Regions from separate parts of the Mus musculus genome. Here all the other regions are linked to region 1. Evidence: chromatin contacts called from public Hi-C data. All regions are on one chromosome and are shown on one strand. Each heading gives the region's core, a stretch centred on a gene start, on an enhancer-like site or on the middle of the called end of the contact. The rest is flanking DNA. Distances are from core to core; before and after follow the strand shown. Region 1 holds the start of Ptprr (protein tyrosine phosphatase, receptor type, R). Region 2 overlaps Ptprr (protein tyrosine phosphatase, receptor type, R). Region 3 overlaps Ptprr (protein tyrosine phosphatase, receptor type, R).

Region 1 (4,065 bases), core at 957-3,456:
ACTTTTGTAATACACACTTTGGCAAACCTCCAGACATCATCGAGGGATGCAGACTTCATCGAGGGATGCAGACTTCCAGGTTTCACCTCTGATGAGAAAATGCTCTCTATTTCCCTTATCCCCAGGGTTCATCCATAATAAATTAGAAATGTTTTCTGCATGCTTAATATGAAGTCTATTTATAATTTCAAGCTTATAACTACTTAGTATGCATTAATTACAATCCCTAACATTTGTTTATACATAATTTTCAAGAATAACTTCACTGATGTATTTTATCAGATAATTAATTACTTAACTGGATAGCAATGAAAACTTTTTTTTTGGCAATGGCTATTTTTTCAGTTGTACCATTAAACAGTATTGGATGTAAAACAATAACAGTGTTCATGTTTTCATCATCATATATTTTAACGTTAAATAATTACATGTGGCAATGAAATGTTTGCAAATAATTTAATGACCAAATCATAGCTTTTTCTCCCACTGGTTTTTCAAGATACCAGAGAACCACTGAACACCCCACAATGTAATATTGTATCTATGATAATTAACACACATCCTTAATTATAGCCTTATTGTTCCTATACATTGTTTGTTTCTAAATTCACAATGCATTTAAATAGCAATTGCTGGGACAAAAAAAGTACTACATCTCACTCCCATCATTGCATACATGAAAAAAAAAACACTCAGTCTTTTGGAGCACTATAACAAGGATTGTAGGTGTGTGTGTGTGTGTGTGTGTGTGTGTGTGTGTGTGTGTTCACAGTAGCATAATACACTCCCACTCGGTGTACTTAGAGAAATGAATGCGTGTGAAAGAAACTCAAAGAAAAGGTCTGTGCTTGCTACAGGATCACTGCATGGACAACTGCGGTCTCGGCAGGGTTCCTGAAATCTCTCTGCCATGTTTTATTTTGGTTCCCGTGTGTGAAAATCACCTAGGGTGCAGTCCAGTGAGCCTGTCCACAGGGTTAGAGGAGCCAGGTGACACCGAATATAAAATTCCTAGGCACTTTATCAGCTGTGCATCCCTAGAACTACACAGTGATTCTTGTGTCCAATCTATTTTTATGTGTTTACACTCTCGCTGCCTCCCATCCAATCTATCCTGGGGACACAGTGATAAAAAACCCCCAGGCTTGTCAGCGTGGTTGGGTTTTTCTTTACTGACTGCGGATACTGACCGTGGTGCTGAAATAGAGAGGAGCCTCCGGTTTGAAACCTTTCCTTCCTCTTATTGGTTCAGAAAACCCGAATGACAAGAGCAGGGGCCAAAGCAGCCTAGAGCAGCATGATGAATAAACCGAGCATTTGGCTCTTAGGGGCGGAGATGCAGACCGTCAGGTTACAGACAGGGCATCCCCGTGAGCGCTCGCTACACTGGGAGATCTTATGGATGTAGCCGCTGCAGTAGGAAGGGCTTCATCCAGCAGGGTGTCTCATCTCTTTTTCCCTGTAAAATGTGCAACCAAGCGCAAAGCCTAGAAGCACAAGCAGGAAAGCTCAATGGAGGGGGGACCAAATCTATATTCACATTAAAAACTGTTCACTCTTCGCCATGCAAGATAAAGAAGGGAGAGCTGAATTTAGCCTAAGTTTTCAGCCCTAGCCTTCCAACAGGTGCACTCTCTCACCCCTCAGACATTATCCCAAATCTTTCTCTGCCAGGCAAGCTTTCCCTGGAGTCCTCTAGCGTGTGCTGTTTCCCATCTTCTCCTTAGCTTCAGCTCTGAACCCCGCAAGCCCTTACCTGCAGCATGAAGATTAAGAAGCAGGCACAGCGCAGGGAAGCCGACCGCTCTCCTCATAGTGTGTGCATTGAGGGTCAGAGGAGAAACTCCGCCGCAACCCCACTCTAGGCTAAGTGCTATTTGAGAGAACCACTGCCAAGAGTCCTTTGATCCCGGGCATCCGATGACAGGGTCCTCCGCTGGGGTACACAGAGCAGTCTGTGGCGTGCCTACAGAACCGAGCACCTGCTTCCTCTCCGCAAGGGATGGGGAGATACGAGAGTAGGATGCTGCGGGAGATGGGGACTCGAGGCTGATGGGGGCAAGACGCTCAGAAGAGGTGAGAGTTTGGCCTTCTGGAAGCCCGCAGCCGGTGGTGACAGTGGGGTGGACTCTAGTGCCAGCCTCCGAGCCAGGCAGCGCCTCTGCTGCCTGTGCAGCTAGCAGCAGCCGAGACACACCGAGGCACTGAGCATGCCCAGCTCCGGCCCTGGCTAGGGAGTTTCAAATCGAAATTCCACCTCTCCGGGTCTTAGCTGAGACTGCGAGGGGAACAAGCTCCACGAGGAGGAGGAGGGGGAGGAGGGGCTGGAGGCTAGCTTTAGGGACCTCCTAAATCTGAGGTCCTAGAGTTCCTCCTAAATCTGGGCGGGGGGAGGAGTTGAGTGGGGAGGGAAGAGGCGGGGCCAGGACCACAGAAACCCAAGGAGGGAAGTGGAGGGGGCCACTCATCTGGTTCCTTCCTCACATTTTTGAATCACGCGTGGACTCAGCTCACTGTGGCAACTAAATGCTTGCAGGCTGACCAGTTTCCCAGTATGTCCCCACCCTAGTGAAGCATAGGCAAGCAGCGAGTTCTGGCCTGGTTGGGCAAATGTTCCCACTTACAGCCTGCTGTGTTTAAGCAAACGGGATATTCCGAGAGCGCCCCCTTCTTGCCAATGAGCTCACCCCAGGCTTCTTTCTTCCAATCTTTGTACTTCCACTAAATTCAAGCCTCAAGTCTTTGACTGGAGTGCTTGAAAACAGGGAGGTCATACTTACAGGGTAGGGAAGTACACCCGTGTAATACGAAGGAAAGGAACGGTCTTTGGTGTTTTATGGAAATAATTACCTAAGATTTTATCATTAATTTAAAAAATAATGTATTGGGGTATTTTGCTTGCATGCCTGTCTGTCCACCACGCCTGTGTGTCATTGCCCTCAGAGGTCAAATGAGGTTGTTAAAAGGCTAGGATTGGATTTATGGATGGTTGCGAACTGCCACGCGGTCGCAGGAATAAGACCCGGGTCTTCTGGGAAAGTAAGGAGAGCTTTTCACAGCTGAGCCACTCAAGCCTTATCAACTTAACTCGACTTCTCCGCTCCAATCCTGTACCTTTAACGAGGCTCGCACAGTGTGCAAATATATGCACTTTTAGTTCCTTTACCTAAGTTGGTAGGATGAAGATCCTTACCATTCTAGTGACTAATTACTCTAAGGCCAAATGTCCCTCAGCCAAGCTCCCTTCAAGACTGTTCATCTTCTGCTTCTATTCGCAGGTTTCCCTTCTGCCTCTTCGGCAATGGACCTCACTCAGACCACTGCCCACCCAGTTGCTTACAAAGGTCTAAATTTGTTTTTTTCTTAAGAAGCTTTGGGCTAACCTGACATTATAATGTCCTTCCTCTTCCCCGCTTTTTGAACACCGCCACACACACACACACACACACACACACACACACACACATATATATATATATATATATATATATATATATATATATATTTTTTTTTTCCTCTCTCTCTCTCAAACGGTTCGTTTATCTGTGACACACATTTCGCCAACTGCAGGCTCTTTGAGAAGCTCTAAATTTTGCATTAACTTAAATTGAATAAAATCGTGCTGGCCAAATACGAGGTAGTAATAAGTGCTCATTGAATTGAACTGCGAGGCTCATTGAGTGCTTTCTTCCTGCATCCCCTGAGGACTGAGACAGCTAATAGGAAGCCAGATAATCAACAGAACCGAAATTAGGACCGGCCTCAAAGGCTCTGGGTGCTCAGGCAGTGCCACCTATTTCTTTTATAATTTTTTGTATCAAGAGCTCTGAGAAGACAAGGCCAGGAATTAAACTCTAACAGGTGGAGTGTGAGCAAGATGACATGTATTTTTAATACCTCACCATTCTCTCTGTCCTAAAAATAGAAGCATAAAAAGCACTCTTGCTGCTCCCCTGGTTGTGCCTGTGACTGTAGTGGGCTCTGCCTCTGAGGACCAGAGTTTCGCCGAGACTTTTCTGCAATCTTTTCTGCAGCTTTGACCCTTGCATCAGAGTTTCTTTTTCT
Region 2 (4,065 bases), core at 751-3,250, 63 kb before region 1:
AATTATAGACATCTGTTGGTAGGATGATTAATCTTGGTTGTCACCTTGACTGGGTGTAAAATCACCTCTGGGTCTGTAAGGATACTCTTTGGAAAGATTAACGGAGAAGGGCTGACTCTGTCATAGATGTGTGGCATCTTCCAGTGGCTGCCCTTTTGTGAGGAGGGCCGAGGAAAGCTGTTGGCCCTTTGACTGCCAGCCTTTGCCCCTGGTTGGTGAGGGCATCCACTACTTTGCTCAGCTGTTGCTCTCCGTCATTGGCCTCAGAGCCCAGCTTTCTTCATCTTCTGATAAGACCAGTTTCTCTCCAAAAACCCTCCAGGCCTCTAGCATAAGCTTGGGATGGCTGAGACGTCCAGCCGTATGGACTGAGCGACCACCCAGTTCTCAGACTCTCCAGTGGGAAGACAGGTAGCCATTGCTGGACCATATAGTGTAGGACAATCTGATAAGACCATTTTCATTACTCATTCTACTGCCTTTGTTTCTCTGGAGCCCAAGTGATGCAGTTGCAAACCCTATATTAAAATATTACTCTAAGTACTTTATGAGTAAGTCACTTGGTTTGATTCTCATGATCATCCCATGAGGTGAGGTTTTGAGGAAAAAATAATTTATGGTATAAAAGAAAGGAAGTCAACCTGGGTAATTTGTCTAAGATGGAAGGATTGACTAAAGGCTAAGGCAGGATTTGAACCCAATTATTTCCTGGTTCCAGAGATTACATTTGAATTGCTTTATCTTGATTGTAGCAAAGAACTTCTGATAAAACATCCAGAGACACAAGTACTAGTGAGAATGAAGATGGGTGTTGCAGTGAGGTAGAAGAAGATGAGGAAATCTACATGACAAACTAGGTGGGGCACACAGGAGATGGGTCTAAAGTCATGTGCAGAAAGCCAAAGCTGTGTTAGTACAAACAGTGCAGCCTTGGAAGCAGTCTGAGTCTCTCTCTCTGTCTCCTCACTTAATGGACGCTAAGCACCAGACAATATGTTTAACTGTGAGGTTAATCCATTTGCCAACTCTTCTTTCTCTGCTTCTATGCATCTCTGTGCACATGCACATGTGTGTAGGCTTCATGTACACAGTGTGTGCACATATATGTGGAGGCAAGGGGTTAATGTTGGGTGTCTTCCTCAGTTGATCCTCACCTTGGATCTTTAGCTCACTGTTTGAGCTAGATTGGCTGGCCTGCCAGTCCCCAGGGAGCTACCTATCCCTGTCCCTTCAGCACCTTGATTACAGGTGCAGAGTACCTTGTCTGGCTTTCACTTGGATGCTGGGGGGGTTCACACTCAGGTCCATATGCTTGTGCGGCAGGCACTTTATAGACTGAGGTGTCTCCCTAGTCCATTTCCTTTGCATCCTAAATCTAAGAGAGACACTATGTGAACCCACTTTTTTTGTTTTTTTTTAAAGACTGAAAACTTAATATGTATAAATTACTGGGGGGGGAGCTAGCTAACAATACTCTCTAATATTGTTTAATATTAATATTACCTGATGTTAATATTTTGTGTGGTAAAGACACCCCAATTATAAAATGACCCACTATTTTCTGTTTCCTTGAAATGCCCAAACATGCTTATATTATGATTATAAAGAACATTCGTTTTAATTTTTGAAATGCATCTTTATACCAGGGATGTTGAAGTATAAAGACGGGCACCGATCATGTTTCCTTAGTCTAGCAGGTGGTGTTGACATAAATTGTCCATTCCCCCAATGACTTATCATTTCCCAAGCTATGGGCTTAGACCATGCTAACGGTGCGAGGCATGAATTCCACACTGTGGGCCAAGCTGAAGAGGGGGGAATAAAGAATGTAAGACCCAGAGGATGGGGAGGAGCTGCCTGAAATACTGTCTTCTGGACATAACATGGTTATTGCAGCAATGAACTCATAAGAGCTGCGGCGACCTGCATATGACCTGCACAGAGCCAATCTGTCAAAATTTCAGCATGCGGTCAGGAAGGAGCTCACAAAGTCTGTCTCCTAGCCAAGGAGCTGCTGGAAATGGACGGGTGTCTGGGGGAGAGGCGCTCATTTTGGAGTGAGACTATGGCTGCCAGTAGGTTGACCATGTGCCCTATGCCCACATGGATAACAGTAGTGCCAACTGGACACACACACACACACACACACACATACACACACACACACACAGTTGAAAGGAGAAAAGATAAAATGTTAGGAGTGGAGACGGAATGGAGATAAAAATCATAATATATTGTAGACTTATATGAATCTCTCAAAGAATAAATTAAAAACACGTTAGAAAGTACTTCTAGAGGTTAATAAAATCAGTTTAATAGTTATGTGCAGAATAGAGGATGGTTGATATATGCTTGGCCCCAGGGAGTGGCACTATTAGGAGATGTGGTCCTGTTGTAGTAGATGTGTCACTGTGGGTGTGGGCTTTAAGACCCTTATCCTAGCTGCCTGGAAGTCAGTATTCTGGTAGCAGCCTTCAGATGAAGATGTAGAACTCTCAGCCCTGGCTGTACCATGCCTGCCTGGATGCTGCCCTGCTCCCACCTGGATGATAACAGCCTGAACCTCTGAACCTGTAAGTCAGCCCCAACTAAATGCTGCCCTTTATAAGACTTGTATTGGTTATGGTGTCTGCTCAAGGCAGTAAAACCCCAACTAAGACAGAGGACAAGAAAGCTAATGGAGAGAAATGAATACTTCAGTATACTAACTAAAATTTCAATCTGTTCACTTCATCCACATCGGTTTTTCATGTATTTTGCTTCTGGTTGCCAATTTTCAGTGTTCTTGTACTGAGAATGCTTCAAAACCTGTTGTTGTACTAAGCCCTGGGTTAGAAAAATAAAATGTATTCAAAGGTGGACAAGCCGCGTATGTGTGAAGCCTGATGAGAAGAATAGAGAGGAAGGGTGTGCCAGGAGGTGGAAGTCACATAGTCTGACTGGATGCCCTAAAAATTCTTCCAGCCCCAGTCCAAAGACCCTTGGAAAATGGGAGGGGTAGGACCCAGTAAGGGGCTTGAAAAATTAATCAAGCATCAAAATGAGTAGCCAGACATAGGACAAACCAATCACCTAAATTATTCATTCAGCAAAAGCTAAAAAAAAAAGAAGCAATATGAACTCAGCATCCTATAGATGATCTGTGAGGAACAGGATCACGAAGAAAGATTACCAAAGTAAAAGTACATGGGAGAAAACGGGCATTGGAAGTGTATTAAGGCTGGGGATGCCTCTTGGTTGAGAAGAGTGCTTGCCTAGCATGCATGGGGCCTTGGGCTCAATCCCCAGCGCTATTAAAAGCATATTAAAAAGTGGCATCATTACCTGTGACCATAAGCAAACGTCTTCATTGCTAGCACAGTGTTATTCTAAGTACTGGGTACTCAGCAAGTGGCAACAGGGCTGCCTCTCAGGGATTCTGCACTGAAGTTAAGGCTCGGGATTCTTTGAGGTGTAAATCAGCCCCAGAGGAGGCAGGAGCGCATGAGAATACAGAAGCAGCACTCTGAGCACAGAATGCAGGGAGGGAAGAGATGGCGTTTAAGGATGTGCCCTGTGACGCAAAGCACAGATGGAATTTAGAATTTTACATTTCCTCCTACTGCGCCATCTTTAGTTTTGTGACTTTTTTTTTGTGTGTGTGCAACATATGAAATGCAGGGTAGGGCTACAGCTGGATGCTGGTCGTTGTATATGTACTCTGTGATAAACGGGTGGCATTTTGAGGCATCCCGAAGAAGTTCTGTCATCATGATAAATTATTGTAGTTTTCCCTGCATGTACCCGATAATGGTCATGACAACCGTTTGGGTGCTAAAGGCTTTTTCTATTTATTCTTTTCTGCAACTCTCTGGGGTGAGTGTTACGACCTTCATCCTGTAGGAGGGCACAGGAACACAGCAGAGATTATTAATAATGAGAGTAATAATTATCTGTGCCATAGCTGCAATTACCATGCTAATATTTTTCATATATTAGCTCCCTCGACCCTCATGCTCACCCTATGAGAAAAGCCCTGTTGTAGTTGTCAGACTCACCGCCGAGACAGTGATTAGATGCCACACA
Region 3 (4,065 bases), core at 400-2,899, 44 kb before region 1:
GAAGTAAGCTATATTATATATTTCTATCAACATATATCTGTGAACTACTAAAGAAAGGAAGTTACTGAGTATGGCTCAGTTTTTAAAACAACAACCTCCAAACTACATATTCTTTGGGAGACATTTGATGGACATGTGGAAGCTTTCCGTCCCTATGCCAGTACCAAGCTAAGCATCAGTTCCCTAGGTTCTACGTCAAGTCTTATCTCCCCTAAGAGCTTTGAGAGCTACTGTGACTTGGATTGCTAACACCTTCCTTCCCAGGTCTTCCTTTTAACCAATGGCTATCTTAGCTGCTGTGAGTTCAGTCACGGTGCTATTTTACTTCATGAAATTTCCGGTGAAAAGAGAGACAGGGGCAGGAAGCAAGTAACAGAATGCAAACATATGGCAAGTATTAGCGCATTCTGGCTGATGAAAAGGTTGTCTTGGTTTTCAGGAGCTAAGAGTAGAAGGTAGATATTTCATGAGAGGATCGCTCATGGCAACATGACAAGCTGCCAGCAGTTGGTCGTGATATCTGAAGTCAAAGACAAAAATGAATGTAGAGATAGGTGTCCAGCCCTGGAGAAAATGTAATGTCAACTGGATCAACAAACCCAGTTTGTTGTATGGAAATGGGAGATGGAGGAAATCAGAAATGTATATGGGTTGGTTTTTGGTTAGGCTACCACATGTAGCTACGTGAGCCGTGTGATACACAGCAAATCTTAGGATGTGGTTTGCTTGAACTATAGTGTACAGGGTACCTTATAGATCTGAACAGCAAGGCAAAGATGCATTTCCAAGGCAAACAATTCATAACGGTAGCAAAACTACAGCTATAAAGCAGAAATGAAACACATTTTCTAGTTGGGGGTCACCATAACGTGAGAAACTATGTTAAAGGACCACAGCGTTAGGATCACAGGTTTATCATCACCATCACCATCACCATCATCACTACCACCACCACCACCACCATCACTGCCTGCACCATCATCGCCATCACAGCTGTAATAGCTGACATCATCACAGTGTCTTGTGTATTATAGAATACACTGATCCCAGAAAGACCCAAGTTAGGCACCCAGGCTAGAGTGTGTAATTCTCACTAAAAAGGAAGAAACAGAGATTCAGAAAGGTACATTTATTGTCCTCTTTCCCAAAGATAATCTGTGACAAAGTACGCATGTGAGCTCTGCATCTGTTTTAAATTTAGTCTGTTCCCACTGTCTCAAGTAGTTTACATTGTTCATGAAGATCCATCATGGCTTAAGAGCTGGGTTGAAGTTGTAGTCTGCTGAGCCACAAACTGAATAAATCATTATCTATGTAATTTGTGTCTGATCAGCTACTCTCTCTCTCTGTCTCTCTCTCTTCCTTTCTTTTGTCTCCAATGAGTAAACAAGTTCTCCTGGTGAACGTTTCTTTGCTGTGTGGCAGTCACCTTCCATTTGTTGATGCTGGTGGCTATTTTGTTGTAGTAACCTTTGTTTAGACAGAACATGTTACAGATGACTCATAGCAGTTTATAAAGGCATATGTGATACAAAATGAAATTGAATAGAAAGTCAGGAAATGAGGAAATTGAATTAGAAGTAAAACGATTGGAGAAAAGAAAACAACCAGCCAGGAATGAGGTTAGTTCGTAGAATAAATCAGGCACTCAATGTTTGTTAGAGGTTGACCACAGATTTGGCTCTCAGCTTCTCAACAGTCGAGAGAAAGAACAAAACAGGATTCTTGGCATCTAAAAGACATACATTTAAGGCAACCAGTGGCTCAGGACAGATACAAGTGTTCTTGGTATTGAGATCAGAAAGATCTATTTTCCACTGAGGCCTAAAATATTAATGAGAGCAGCGAGTTTTCATAAGGATTTCACTAAACGTTAGGTGCCGTGCTGAAGGATTCAACAGGATGACCATGGTTAGTAGCACCTCCCCCCATCTCATTTTCTCTGTACAAAGAGAGAAACTAAAATAAGAGATGTTAAGTAAGTAGGTCACGGAAGTAAATGTAATTAGTGAGGGCAGATTTGGGATTCTAAGAGTTCTGCTGGCTCCAAAGCGAGCCTTCTATGCGTGGTCTCTGCTGAGTGGCTGCACATGGATTCAATCCCTAAGCACCCTTGATTAGCCAACAGGAACTCTCAGTACCCAACATCATACAATCCCCAGCGCGCTCCCCCATCATACCGCTGTCCTGTTCTCTTCCTGGCTCTAGGTGAGAATTTTCATAATCATTCATTTGCATTGTATTGCTTGTCTGTTTCCCCGTCACTCTTCAGGGAACACATCTCCAGTGATCTTATCGTGTTTGCTATGGTTTCTCTGAAGTGTATTTTCCAAACTTCAATGCACAAGGCATTCAGGATCATTTTGAATGAGCAAGTCTTTCGAGGAGCATGGTTTGGCTCTCCATTCAAACCTTTGCAATCCTGTTGTGGATAGAACTAATTCTTCTTCAGGCTCCATGATTTATTTGATACACTACTCACAGGAAATCTATCATCTCCTTTTACTTGTCTGTTAGCATCATTTAGATAGCTACAGATTTTATTTTATTCTGATTTTATAAACGTTATACTTAAGACATTGATGGTAATATCCCTTGTTGCACATAACAGATTTTTTTTATTCATTTGCCCATAAATAATGGTTGCTGGTTTTTTTTTTATTTTAAATCTTAAATCCAGAACGTTGCTTGGCAGCTCATTCATTCAGTTTAGATTGTGCTAGTCCCTGTCTACTACTCAGTTTTTTAAAAATGTAGAGCATCTTTAAAAAAAGAAAGAGCTCAAGCAAATGGTTTAACACACACACACACACATACACAAACATATACACACACATACACACACACATGTGCACACACACACACACACACACACACACACACACACACTGATCTTATTCTGAGAGAAAACACTAATACCAGTTGGCATGTTTTCATGACAAAAAAAAAGAATTATTGGATAGTGCATGTTCTCTAGGTTAGAGGATTTGTTGAGCTAGAGATACTCAAACATACACAGAACCCTAATCTATTCTGGACAATTGTTTGCTTATCTCTAATAATGAAGTCCAGGAATCTCCACTCATACTATGTTGATGTATAAGGCCAGAGTTGTGAAATTCCCATCAGCTGGTTCTGTAATGCTTTCTCCAGAGTGCATTTTGTAATCATGGAATTTTCCCCATGAACATCTGACCTATCCCTCAAAGAGGGATCTTTGTCCCTTCCTTCTTTCTGTCTTTGAAGTTGTTCTTTGTGTCTCATTGTAGCCATTCAAAGACTAACTTGTGAAATGTAGGCTAGATCAAAAGGTATGGAGTCAGCTTGCATTCTTCTTTTTCTGATTTTAAGAGATCCAATTATGGAAGCTATATAAGGAAAGAAACAACAAGGATATAAACACTGAGTGAATTGGACTTTCCTCTTTTGAAAACCACAAATGTGGAAAATATCTAAAGTTTAAGATTCCTATCAATCTCTTTTTTATGGAAAGACAGTCATAAATGACAAAAGTAAGGCATATTTTAATATGTTATTCTGACCCAGTGGGTATATTCAGCAGTGAAAAAAATCAAATGTATTTGAAAGTGCTAAGAAAAAGGTTTTTCTTTTTTTAGTCCTCAGAAAATGGTTAAATAAATGTTTTCCAAATTTCTTTCTTCCTATTATTTTTCTTTCTTTCCCCCTTCTTCTTTCTTCTTTCCTTTGCTTTCCTTGACTCCATCTTCCTAGGGCTGGGATAGCAAAGTGTGCCCCTGCAGGAGGATCTCTCTTCAGAACACCGGCCATTGTTGTGATATCGTGACAGCCTTTGTATGCGGTTGCTTGGTTTGGTGTTTGGTTTGTACAGATAATTCGATCACCAATCTTCCTTAACTTGTCTCTGTGGTGTCTACTCTGTTACACATCTCTGACACCAACATCTTCCTTTACGAACTCTAAGAGCTAAATTGAAATCCAGTTTTTCCTGGGAGAAAGCGAAGAGAACCTGAGTAGAAGCTTTCTCATTTGATTTCCACATTGGCTGGGTTCTCCAGGCAGCTGTTTCCTTTAGGACCAGTGCCT

Evidence for each region. A called contact is a pair of places that touch in the nucleus more often than the background predicts.
Region 2: a contact with region 1 is called in a Hi-C map of cerebellum, with 2.1 times the contacts expected there. The contact joins the enhancer-like site here to the promoter of Ptprr in region 1. A contact is called at or near these places in 2 of 39 promoter capture datasets (hippocampal neurons and macrophages), 7 of 484 Hi-C or Micro-C datasets (the N1E-115 cell line, cerebellar granule neurons, cerebellum and 3 more) and 2 of 9 other capture datasets (liver and pancreatic islet).
Region 3: a contact with region 1 is called in a Hi-C map of the N1E-115 cell line, with 2.5 times the contacts expected there. The contact joins the enhancer-like site here to the promoter of Ptprr in region 1. A contact is called at or near these places in 1 of 39 promoter capture datasets (the 3T3-L1 cell line), 7 of 484 Hi-C or Micro-C datasets (the N1E-115 cell line, cerebellar granule neurons, cerebral cortex and 3 more) and 2 of 9 other capture datasets (adipose tissue and pancreatic islet).

What each region holds. Positions count from the first base shown.
Region 1 is chr10:116,016,504-116,020,568 of GRCm38.p6, reverse strand. Ptprr (protein tyrosine phosphatase, receptor type, R) reads right to left here and starts at 2,206. Exons shown (of 14, transcript NM_011217.2): 1 at 1,757-2,206. The coding sequence starts at 1,814.
Region 2 is chr10:116,078,991-116,083,055 of GRCm38.p6, reverse strand. The region is part of intron 2 of Ptprr (protein tyrosine phosphatase, receptor type, R); the gene reads right to left. Among named protein-coding and RNA genes, the nearest start is that of Taf7l2, 33 kb to the left of the region's middle. Within about 2 kb of position 2,000, at least 1 of the 459 cell types and tissues checked has an H3K27ac peak or open chromatin away from gene starts, as enhancers often do. A contact at or near this core is called in cerebellum, where this site is marked.
Region 3 is chr10:116,059,820-116,063,884 of GRCm38.p6, reverse strand. The region is part of intron 2 of Ptprr (protein tyrosine phosphatase, receptor type, R); the gene reads right to left. Among named protein-coding and RNA genes, the nearest start is that of Ptprr, 43 kb to the right of the region's middle. Within about 2 kb of position 1,649, at least 5 of the 459 cell types and tissues checked have an H3K27ac peak or open chromatin away from gene starts, as enhancers often do. A contact at or near this core is called in the N1E-115 cell line, where this site is marked.